Linked DNA regions of Gossypium hirsutum: region 1 is linked to region 2. The links are chromatin contacts, called in public Hi-C maps. All regions are on one chromosome and are shown on one strand. The core of a region is the stretch at or near the end of the contact, and the rest is flanking DNA. Distances in the headings are between cores, read along the strand shown. Region 1 holds the start of LOC107951650. Region 2 holds the start of LOC121203111.

Region 1 (6,158 bases), core at 402-2,901, 180 kb after region 2:
GAATGCTCATCGGGGTTTTCCCCAAGGGCCGAGTTACATATGCTTAAAGGTTAATTGTGAAAGCCCCGGGGCTAGCAAACATCAAAGGAAAAAGATTAAATGATACAGCTAAGCAAAACTTCCCCACCAGCCTATATCACATGGATGCCAACAAAGTTCATATAGATTTGACATGGTTACGGCGCTATCACTATTTATAGCTACCAACCAATAATAGAAAATTGTATATTGATAGTACATTTTCTAATAAAATAAAGGATTTGGGAAGATAGTGGAAGGGAGAATCTTACAGATGGAGAGTGATGGTTCTGAGGGTAATTGTGGTGATGATCATCACTAGGAGTAGTGCTAACAGTGTTTGCAGTTGGGTTAATGAACTCTTCTTCATTACCAAGACTGGCTCTTGAAACTTCCCTCTTGTTTTGCTTCCTCATTTCCCTGATCTTTGAGAAGTCAAGAGAGTAATCTGGCACCTGTCCCTTTTGATCCCAATCACCAAATTGTGGTACTGATAGCCATGGTGCATTTTTCTACAACAATTTTAACACCCATAAGCCAAAATATATCAATGCTTTAATTAACCCCAAATAATGTCAAAGCTATCAATGCTTTGTATTCATGGCCAACTGTTGAGCAAATTATAAAATTTGTCCTTCGGAAATACTTAACAATGCCAAAAAGACATCATGTGACTTTGCAAGTTCAATACAAAGACATTCCAAATTCACAACCTGGCACTGCATGTACTAAAATATTCCTAACAATTAACACCAACAATCTATGTTATTCAAGACTCTTTCATGTTCCTTTATAAGACCAACCATTTACATTATTTACACTTGTCATTTTCCTTAAGAACTTAAGAAAACTTAACACTCACTCGGTGAATCTGGGTAACATAACCAGAAACCTGTTTATAGTGTTCCCCTGAATTCTTTTTTTTTCTTTTTCAACTCTAAGATTATAGATTTTTTTCCCTGTAGAAGGGAATTTCAGCTTTTGAGACATACCAAAAATCAAAACCCATATTTAAAAAATTGAATTTTAGTACTTCATACGCTTAGAAAACGTAAAATTAAATTCCTTTTTTTCAATACTTGGAAATATTGAACACCAAATATTTGTTTGGCTGCAAAGAAACTCCAAAACTAAGAAGGAAAATAACTAAGACCACATCTTCAGCAGATTACTGTAAGTTCATAAATCATAACTACATATAGCCAAAAAAGAATCTTTTTTTTTTCTTATCAATAACATGAGAAAAACAAAGAACTAACCTCCTTGCGATCTTCCATGCTTGATACCAAGTAAAAAAAACGATCTTTCCAAAGCTTTAAAAAGTTGTATATATTAATCACTAAACTATCAACGGCTAATATGAACCAGTCAAAGGAGAAATAGAAAAAGCAAGTAAAAATAAAAGGGTATTTATAAAAAGAAAGAAATAAGAGAAATTGTGGTGATTGAATGAGTTGAAGCAAAAAATATATAAATACAGCAAACGACAGCACCGATCGGAGAGGAAGAAGAGGGGGGGAGGGGTCTTTGATAGAAACACTAATCAATCAGCACCTACTAAAATCAATCACTCCCCCCAGCTTTCCCTTTTTTTATATGTATATTAGCTTATTATTTTTATACGTTTTATTTCTCGATAATGGTCTTGCCTTTTCGTTTAAATTACATGGAATGCCACTCGTTCGGACACGCTTTGCTTACGTGGATTTTTAAGCTTTTTGCCCCTTAATTTGGTTAAGATTGCTGCTTTTATATGCTAGCTGTCTCTACGAGGGCAGATTCCAAAGTTTATCCGAGACGCGGTTTTTTGGGCTTTTAAACGGTGTCGTTTCCAATTATAATTGAACGCCAAATTTGTGTCCTACATAATCTTTTGCATTTAAATTTCATGTACTTCTCTGATTGACACATATTAGACATGTTTGTTATACGCAGAGCTATAAAATTTCAAATTAATTTAAATATAAAATTATTTATTTTTGTATTGTAAAAATTAAAAATTAAATAAAAAATGAATTTTGATTCGTTACTAAATACATCAAAACCAAATCGCAATTGAATCCTACAAATTTTTTTTAATATTTTGTTTAAATTATGAAGTGTTTTAAATTATTTGTTGCTGATGCAAGAAAAGTAAAGAAATGAAGTGTTTATATAAACAGACAATTTAAATGCTATTGAAGCTATCTAAGTTTCAGAATCAACGCCCTCTAAATTGACGATAATGAGGCACATTCACCACCTCTTGAAGAAAATTGAAAATTGGATACTTGAATACATACTTACAGAAGAAAACGTACAAGTAGATCAAATGATTAAAATAGCTTTTAATAAGGAGAAAAGGTTACAATTATTTACAAATAATTCTTTTGTTTTAGTTTAATTGGTTGTATTTTTTTCATAAAAAAAAAAAGAAAAAGGTTGGTTAAGTTTATTTAAAATTTTAGAGTAGGGTTGATATTGAAAAGGGAGCTTACTTGTATTGAAAGAGATAGCACAACTTTGTTATTAAAGAAGTTATAAAATAATGTGCTATGGTATATTTAAGGGTGAATATTTTTCATTTTGTAATTTCCAACATACTAAATTTTAAGATAAATTGCATTGGAAGGAAAGTGGGTTGAAAGAAACTAGAACAAATCAAATTCACAAACTTAATTCTTGATTTACTTTTCTATAAGAAAAAGTAAAATAATATAGTTTTGATGTCAATATTATGTAGAAATAATATATATTTATGGCATAAAATTTTGACAATAAAATTTAACTTAACATATTTAACAATTATTGTTTGCTCAAAATTAAAATTTTAAAATTTCGAAAAATATAATCATATTAGAGTATAAGAATTAAATTCATAATTTATGCATAACGTAAAGACTAATAACAAAATTTGACAAAAAAATAAATAATAAATGTTAAAGAATATTAATTATTGGATAAATCCCTAGGTAGCATTGTTTCTTTCGGTGGGTCTAGTTGGATTTCGTTAAATAACTTTGTTGGGCGGCTATATTAAATTATCTTTAAAATAATTCTTAGTAGAAGAAAATTTGGTAATGGATTAAAAAATTAATTCATCAACCAACACAGAATTTTCAACAAAAGGACGGAAAATAAGTACGTAGAAGAACAAATAAATTAATATAAAATATGTTAAGTCAAAATTAATATTATTAATAAAATAATTTAAATATATTATGAAATTAATAAATTTTATAATTTTATTTATAATAAAAAATTAATATTTGTTTATGTAAAATAATTTAGACGATTGTATCAAATTAAAATTTTGTATCTCGTAATATACTGAACTATATTGATATATAATTACTTTATAAAAATTATGTTCCACTATATTTTTCCCAATAAAAATTTTGTATTAGATTATAAGTTGGATGAAAATTATATGGCTATAATTTATTGGATATTTTCTTCTTAAACAGAACTTCCATTATTGACTTTCTTGACCTTGTTTTTTTATGACAAAATTCTAATTCTAGCTGTAAACTGACAACATTTTTTAATCCCTTTTCTTGTTTGATCACTTGTTGACTTTTCTCTGATTTTTGCACTAAATTATGGTGAATTAATATCACACTCGTATTCTCTGTACATAAAAGCTTGCTTCTCATATTTCAATAAAGGATCATTAAATTATAAATTTGATCTTTAATGGTTGTCACTTTTTTTTAATCCTTTTAACCTCTATTTTTAAACAATTGAACAATTAATCTTAAATGGAAATCTCTCTGAACTCTAGTGATAACATTTCTTATCTAGAAATCGAGGATGGTGATGGTTCTCGGACAGGTGCAGATCGTAATACAAAGAAAGCCCGTTTCAAATAGGGCAATGGCAAGGAAATCACTGATATGATGGTTGAATCTGGTCCGAGTCCAATTTTATCTTGGAAGGATAAACTTATGGGGAATAAATCTAGAGCGTCTGATAAGTTGGGGTTGGATAATTCTGGTGCTGGTGTTGATGAAGATCTAGAATTTTTGGAAGGAGATATTCACATATCCATTATTAATGGAATACCTGCTATTGATTTCTCAGAGAGGATTCAACAAATCTTGTTCAAAGAAATGGAACACACGGTTGTATTGAAATTACTTGGTAGGAATATTGGGTATGGGGCTTTAAACAATCGAATCAGTAGTTTATGGAATCCCTCTAAGCCTTCCCATATCATGGACATAGAGAATGAATACTTTCTGGCTAAATTTCAATCCACTGATAACTATGCAAAAGTTCTGTCGCAGGGTCCTTGGCTGATTTATGGTCAGTATCTGACTGTTCAACCTTGGACCAAAGAATTCAACCCTTACAACCATACCCAAGCATGGTGATGGCTTGGATACAGTTACTAGGCCTCCCAAGGTTTTTATACAAAAGGAAAATTCTTGAAGAAATAGGAGGGACCATTGGAAAGGTTGTTCGGTTAGATTTCAATACCGACAGTAGAATTACAGGTCACTTCGCCAGGATAGCCGTTTATGTCAACTTAGACAAGCCTCTGATCGCTCAAGTTCTTGTGAATGGTTTACATTAGAAAGTTGAGTATGAAGCGCTGCCTACGATTTGCTTTACTTACGGGAAGTACAAATATACCAAGAAGCTGTGTGCTTCACAACCATATTCAGTAACGGTGAAGGATCAGAAAGGGTACTACTCTGACAGAAGTCGCTGTAAGCGGAGGAGAAGGCGCTGTTTACGGGCCATGGATGGTGGTCGAAAGGAAAGTAAGGCGTAATTTTATGAATAATAATATTAAAAAAATGGGATTTTATAGAGAAAGGAAAAACGAGTTTCTGATTTGATGCTCTGACTAATATAGAGGTTTTGGTTGATCTAGAAGATGAGTTAAATAAGGAAGATACTAGAAAGTTGGTTGTTTTTAAGAATAAATTAAAGGTTGGAGAAAATGTTGCACAACAGGGGTTTAAGACACGAGGTAACCCTAAGTCAATGAGGCTTGAGCAAACAGGGGGAGATAGAATAAGTGATCAAGGGGATGGGCTCTTAAACCCACAAAGGAGAAATCTAGAAGTGAAAACTTTAGTAGGCCGGACACCTGTTGAGCCTACTTTTGATATTGGAGCAGTTAGATCAACAACTCTCAAGGCTGTTATGGACCCATTGAGTAGCTCAATGAATCAGCCCAACGACGTGTCGGACCCTCATTACATAGAGTCTGCTCTTCAAAATAACAAACCAAGGAGTTCTTTTCATTTTTTGAATGATTCTGCTTTTAAAGTTTTGACCGGTGCTGAGATTTTTAAATCTTCCACTAACCATTCCAAATCAACACCAGTGACTGTTTCTTGCTTTAATCCGATTTTTGTAGGTCAGGAGGTGAGTGAAAATGGTGGCCCAGCTCTATCAACTAAGCCAGTTTCTTCGTTGTAAAAGCCGATTAAAGTTCAAGTAGTTGATTCCCCTGGTGATTTAAACCCCAATAGACATATTGTTGTTTCGTTCAAAAAGATAGATTCAATTGATGGTGTTCAATTGAGGGGGGTCACTGTTTCAGCTTTAGGTGTTAATAAAATTCAAAATTCGGGGAAAATGTTAGGGAGTAAAGATGGGGGCTTTCGGGCTACAAGGAAAATAAACAAAATTATGCATGGGAAAGGGAATAATTTTAAAATTAAAAATTCTTCTAAAATTCCTTTGAGTGATTCTATGTCTAGGTTGCCTCAGATTGTTTCCACTTTACGAAGTGCTGATTCGGGTTCAATTGACCTAGGTACTGGTAAAAGAACTCAAGAATGATTATTAAAGCTCTAGACAGTAAGGTTTCTTGGGGTTTTTTTTTTATTCTATTCTTGTTTATTTTTTATCATGGATTTAAATTTATCAATTTTTTCTTGGAATTGTCAAGGCTGTGCGAGTAGTAAATTTCTCTGAGTTTTTCGTGAGTATAATTTTGAGCATATATCGGATATAGTATGTCTGCTGGAACCGAGAGTTAGTGGTAAAAAGGCTAATTCTATTATTGATAAATTGGGTTTTGACTTTTCTCACCGCATTAAGTCTATTGGTTTTTTAGGTCGCATCTAGGTTGGTTGGAAGGATAATATTTACATTAGCATTATTCATAATCATCCCCAGGCTTCTTCGTGTTCATGGTA
Region 2 (5,468 bases), core at 1,092-3,591:
CTTTCTTGGTAATCAGGGAAAAATGATGAAAAGCCTCCAATGGCAGCTTGAAGAAGTCTGTAGGAGCAAATGAATGACCGTTACTTGTAAACCAAAATTGTTGGAACCATGGGATAGGAAAAATTGCATTAGACTTAATTACCCTGGTGAAATGCTCCCCACTGCCAAAACGACCAAAGAAATGCTCCCAATTAAATATGGTGTAAAGAAACCCCAATCCTGTAGGCAAAGTGTGAACCGGAAAACCAGTTAAAAGCAAGAACTTCTCTACTTTTCTCTCTTTTTTTTTTTCATACATATTACCACCTTGGAATCTTACAGCTCCATCAAAGAAAACAATGCCAATACAAATATAAGTAAATAATGCTATTCAAAACTTAAATATAATAGTTGAATTATTTCTTAGTAGTTTAAGTTTTTGGGATAAAAAGTGTAAGGCTATTCCATGCATAAGTGCACTTTTTTTAAGAGTAAGAATTATGTGTTCAACGCATAATTCATATTTTAAAAGCATTATTTTAAAAAAAATATAGGCAAAAGAAAAGTAAATGAAAAACAAAGATAAAAGAGAACATATATATATATATATAGCTAAAATTACCCCAGGAAGCTGGCCAGCAAGAACTCCCAAAAACCCTGTTGTCCCAACAACTGTGAAAAGAAATGCTGCCTGTTACAACTGAAACATATCAAATACATGAACTGCAATTTGAAATTAATGTTTTAACCATGTGAAGATTGCTTTATGTGATGAAATTCCGGTTAGACTAAGGTGTAAATGAGACATTGTGTATTCACACGTCTTTCGGGTTTAATTTGAAAAGCTATGCTCCAAAAGTTCGAGTATCTTAATACTTGATTTGAGTAGCTTGCAGCTTTTCTTTTTAAATCATTTTTACTTAATATTCAAAAATCTCTCAAACTCAAATAATCAAGTTGACATTTAGTTTTGGAATCAGATTCATTTTTTACTAAGAAAATGAACTTAATTTGTTTTTATCTCAAATTGAGTTCCAAGTTCAGAAATAAAACTCGATTAGGTGAAGGATATGCATTGTGAGAGCTTCTCAGCCTACTGACTCCAAAATATGAGGAAGGTAAGTAGAATGATATTATCCTGAGTAGAATGATATTATCCCAACTAGAAGATGAGCATTGTGATACTTACATCATTTCGAACACTTGGAATTGCAAGGTTTTCTGCATTTTTAATACCAAGGCTGGTCAGCTCCCTAAGAGATGTCTGATGCAAACAATCTCAAAGTCAAGCCCCTTTAATTTGCTCGGTTAAATATTTATATATACAGCAATGAACAGATAAGATGTATGGTATACATGTACACGTATGCATATGAGTATGCAGGGTAACATTTGAGTGATCACTTTTTCCCATAACTTCAGACTTGATATCAGAGACTGACCATACGACGTGACACATACGGCTGTGAACTCCATTTCTTTGCCCATCCAACTTCACTCAGCTCATTAAGTGCTTCTTTCACAGCTTCACTGTCTTTCTAAACCAAAACATATACATACATATCAAACTACCTTATAAAGGATTTACAAGTTCAAACATACACATATCCTAATTTGCAAAAAGAGAAAACCAGTGTATATAATTCCAATCTCATATATATATAAATTCGATTGATATAGGGTAAATTCCAATAGATTTATTGAAGGGTCCCATTAACGTGCATTTAGTAGGAATTAAACCTACGAATTTATTTCAATTATAAGTTGAACGCTTTAACCAATCAGCTATGGATGCTTAGTGGGTATCCTCTTACATGGTGAATATATATATGATTTGTAAATGATACGCAATCTCAAATAGTTCATCAACCATCAAATGATAATGACAAGCAGGTTAATTCATTTAAAAAGAAAAAAAAAACTAAACCCGAAGTTAAACACCCAGTTTCAAATAGTTTCAAGCCAGGGCAAAGAAATTGATAAAAAGGAAAGAAAAGAATAATAAACCTTGGAAATGGCAGATTCAAGGGTGTTGAGATCAACATCAGGAGCAGCAGCTGAAGAAGAAGCCCTTATAATTTGCAGTTGCAGCTCTGATTTCCTGGGTGTTAATACCTTAAAACACTTGCTGGAATGCTTATTATAATAATGGAAATATTGAAATGGAAGCTTTGAGTTTGACAGAGAAGCCATGCTATTCACATTCAACATTGTCTTTGTTGTTGTCTTTTCTTTATTCTTCCTTTTTCCTTTTATGTTTCACTTAAGAACTAAGAAATGAAAAAAAAAAGAAAAGGAAAAAATGCTGCAGTGACTTACAAAGAGTGGATAAGATTCGCTGGGTTTTAGCGCAAGGTAACGTTATTTTTGCACCACGTTGGCTAAGCTTAATGGCCCTTTTTTTTTTTTTCATATTCGTTTCAACATTTTTATCAAAGGCCATAAAATATTTTTAGGTTAATATACATTATTGTAGTTTGACAAAATTTGAGATTTAGTTAATAACATATATGAATGATAGAAAATAAATATGTTAGTATTTTTCTTTAAAATCTTTCTATTTGTCTTCTTCTTATGACATATGATTCATAAAAATAAACATACTAAGTTAGAAATTCTGACATAAACTATCAATGACCATGATGATTTGGACGAGGACTTTTCAATTGACTAAGTTATAGGATTGGATTTTTAATTTTAAAAGTACATAAATTAAATCTCAAATTTTATAGAAGTATAGGGACTAACTACAAATTTTGACCTATTTTTATATAACTATGGGTATTGAGATTTGTTTTATGGTCTACAACTAATTTTGTTTGGGTCAGAATTATATTTATTTTCAAAAATAATGATGATCTAAGGATTCAAACTCAATTTAAATACTTGGAGAAAAAAATGACATTTCTTTTAACCACCTACTAGTTAACCATAATAATAACAATTAGATTATGACACACCATAAAATATGACGTTGTTAGGAGGGACAACCATAAACCCTTAAAAAATTAATATTTCATGAATTGTAAAATAAATATGAATAATACATTGATTCTACCAAAAAATAAAATTTAAAAAATAAAGTGGTAGCTATTTACAAAAAAATAGTTATTCAAGTTTTTTTGTTGCTATCCAAACAATTTCGTTTTCAAAAGTTAAATTTGAGTTTTCCTTTAAAAGTGTAACATGTCTTTTCATTACAAATAACTTTTGTAGATTAATTTTAAAAACAATAGTAAAAATGAATTTTGGTTTGTTATAAAAAATAAAGGATAAATTTCACTATTACTATGGGTAAATTTTCATTTTGGTTACTAATGTTTTCACTCAACCTTTAAGTAACACTTTTTTAGTTGGTATAATAACAATTTTAGTCCTCAACTTTTATATTCTCTTTCAATTTGACCCTAATTCTATATAAAAATGATAAAAAATCAAAATTATTTAAAAAATAGAAAATACTATATAAAAATTCTAGAAAAATAAAATTTCAAATATTTTTTTGTTAAAGAACTAATATGTATGGGAAATAAAGACCATTATCATTCTATAGAATTCAATAACAAATTAAAAACAAAACAAAAAAAGGATTAAATCATTACAAGCTTTTTCAATGTTTCTCAAAATCAAATTAGTAATATCTTCTAGTTGAGTTTCATACCTTTGAACAACATCTAGAAATGATATTACATAGACGTGTGCAATTGACTTTCATGCTATTTATTTGCCAAAAAATATCAAAATTTTTCCTTTTATTTGACTCAATTCAAAATTTCTAATTCATTTAAATTATTTTTCCAAAACCCAAATTTAAAAATAAATTATATTTTGATTTTTTTCGTATAACGAAAAAGCTATGTCAAGAAACATAAGAGATAACAAAAACAAAGAATGAATAATTTTGCTTAATGTCTTCAGTATTTTCTATGTTTTTTAAAGAATGGATATTGGATATTTCTATACAGACAAAACAGAGAGAAATTTTAGAGGGTCTAGAAATAATTTTCCCTCAGTTTCTCTCACTTTATCTATATTTGAAAATTTAATCTACTTTCATTTTATTTTTAATTTTTAGAATTTTTTAAAATTTTAAAAAGAATTTAAATTTTTTTTATCATTTTATATATAACCAGGGTCAAATTGACAGATAGTATAAAAACTAAGGACTAAAATTATTATTATACCAATTAAAATAGTGTCACTCAAGAATCGGGTGACCAAAAAAAATAATTTCAAAAACATTAGAGACCAAATTGTAACTTTTTAATGAAATGACCAAAACAAAAATTTACTCATAATTTAGTGATTAATGATATAGTTTACTAAAAATAAATAAAAAGTTTTTTACTTAAAAAGATGGTGGGTTATTTTCAAGAAAAATGAAAAATTAACATATACAAGCATCTCTATTTCATTTTAAATATTATAATTTTATACCTTTTTATTTGTAATTTCATGAATTGAATTATTCTCGCTTAATTTGTATCACTGAATTGAGTCAAATATATTATAATTAGTATAAATAATAAAAGTATTCCAAATATTATTTTATATAAAATTAAAATTTTGATTTGACAATCAAATGGAAAATGGCATTCCTAACAAAGTAGTTGAATTTTGTTATATTAAAATTTCTTTATTATATATGTTTACCAATATTAAACTGTGTTTGGTGTCATAATTCAATCAAACATTAACTCAATTGAATAATAAAAAAATATATTCTTATTTTATAAAGTAATATATATTATTCCATGTTATATCGTTTATATAGAAAATAAAAATAAAAATAAAAATAATATAATTTAAACTCAAATGTTTAAAGTTTTCATTCAATCAAAGTTTCATTTGTTATTTATATCAAATTTTTTATAAATATATTTATTACATACTTTTATTTTTACCCAAATTGTGAGTATGCCATAATCTAGTATACTTTTTATTTGTTTTTAATGATAAATTCAAGGTGATATATCCAACCGTCACGAAGATTAGTTATATGTGATATGGAGTTTAAATGATTAAATGTTAATACCACAAATGTATTTCTATTTTTATTAAAATCACCTCATCCCTTAACCGTAACCATGAGGTTGTAGGTTCTATCCCTACCCATAAAAATAGAGCACATTTCATGGTCAACCGTTTACCTATTTAAAGAGTATTCAGGACAAGGGAATTAATCATTTTTATTAGCATTGAATACTCTGGTTTTAACAAAAAAAGAAAGAAAAAACAAAGTTAAAACTTATAAAAGCATTTAACAACTAAAATGATTTTTTTTATAATGAGAATGAGGAGAATCAAAATAATTCCAGCCTTTATATCATAGATTTATATATAAGAATATCATTTGTAATACCTAAAATTTTAGTTTTTAAGAAAAGACAAGTATTTTCAAGGTGAATTAAGAATTTGGAAGAAAGTATGAATAATGAAATTTAATAAAGACTAAATTGAATATTTTTGAAAGTTGGAGAGCTAAAATT

The links. A called contact is a pair of places that touch in the nucleus more often than the background predicts.
Region 1: a Hi-C map of leaf shows a contact between it and region 2, with 2.2 times the contacts expected there. The contact joins the promoter of LOC107951650 here to the promoter of LOC121203111 in region 2. A contact is called at or near these places in 7 of 34 Hi-C or Micro-C datasets (hypocotyl, leaf and seedling).

The regions. Positions count from the first base shown.
Region 1 is chrA02:99,943,820-99,949,977 of Gossypium_hirsutum_v2.1, forward strand. LOC107951650 reads right to left here and starts at 1,652. Exons shown (of 3, transcript XM_016886777.2): 1 at 1,278-1,652; 2 at 291-530. The coding sequence starts at 1,295.
Region 2 is chrA02:99,765,555-99,771,022 of Gossypium_hirsutum_v2.1, forward strand. LOC121203111 reads right to left here and starts at 2,342. Exons shown (of 10, transcript XM_041082260.1): 1 at 1,987-2,342; 2 at 1,422-1,517; 3 at 1,169-1,243; 4 at 602-670; 5 at 143-219; 6 at 1-57. The coding sequence starts at 2,190.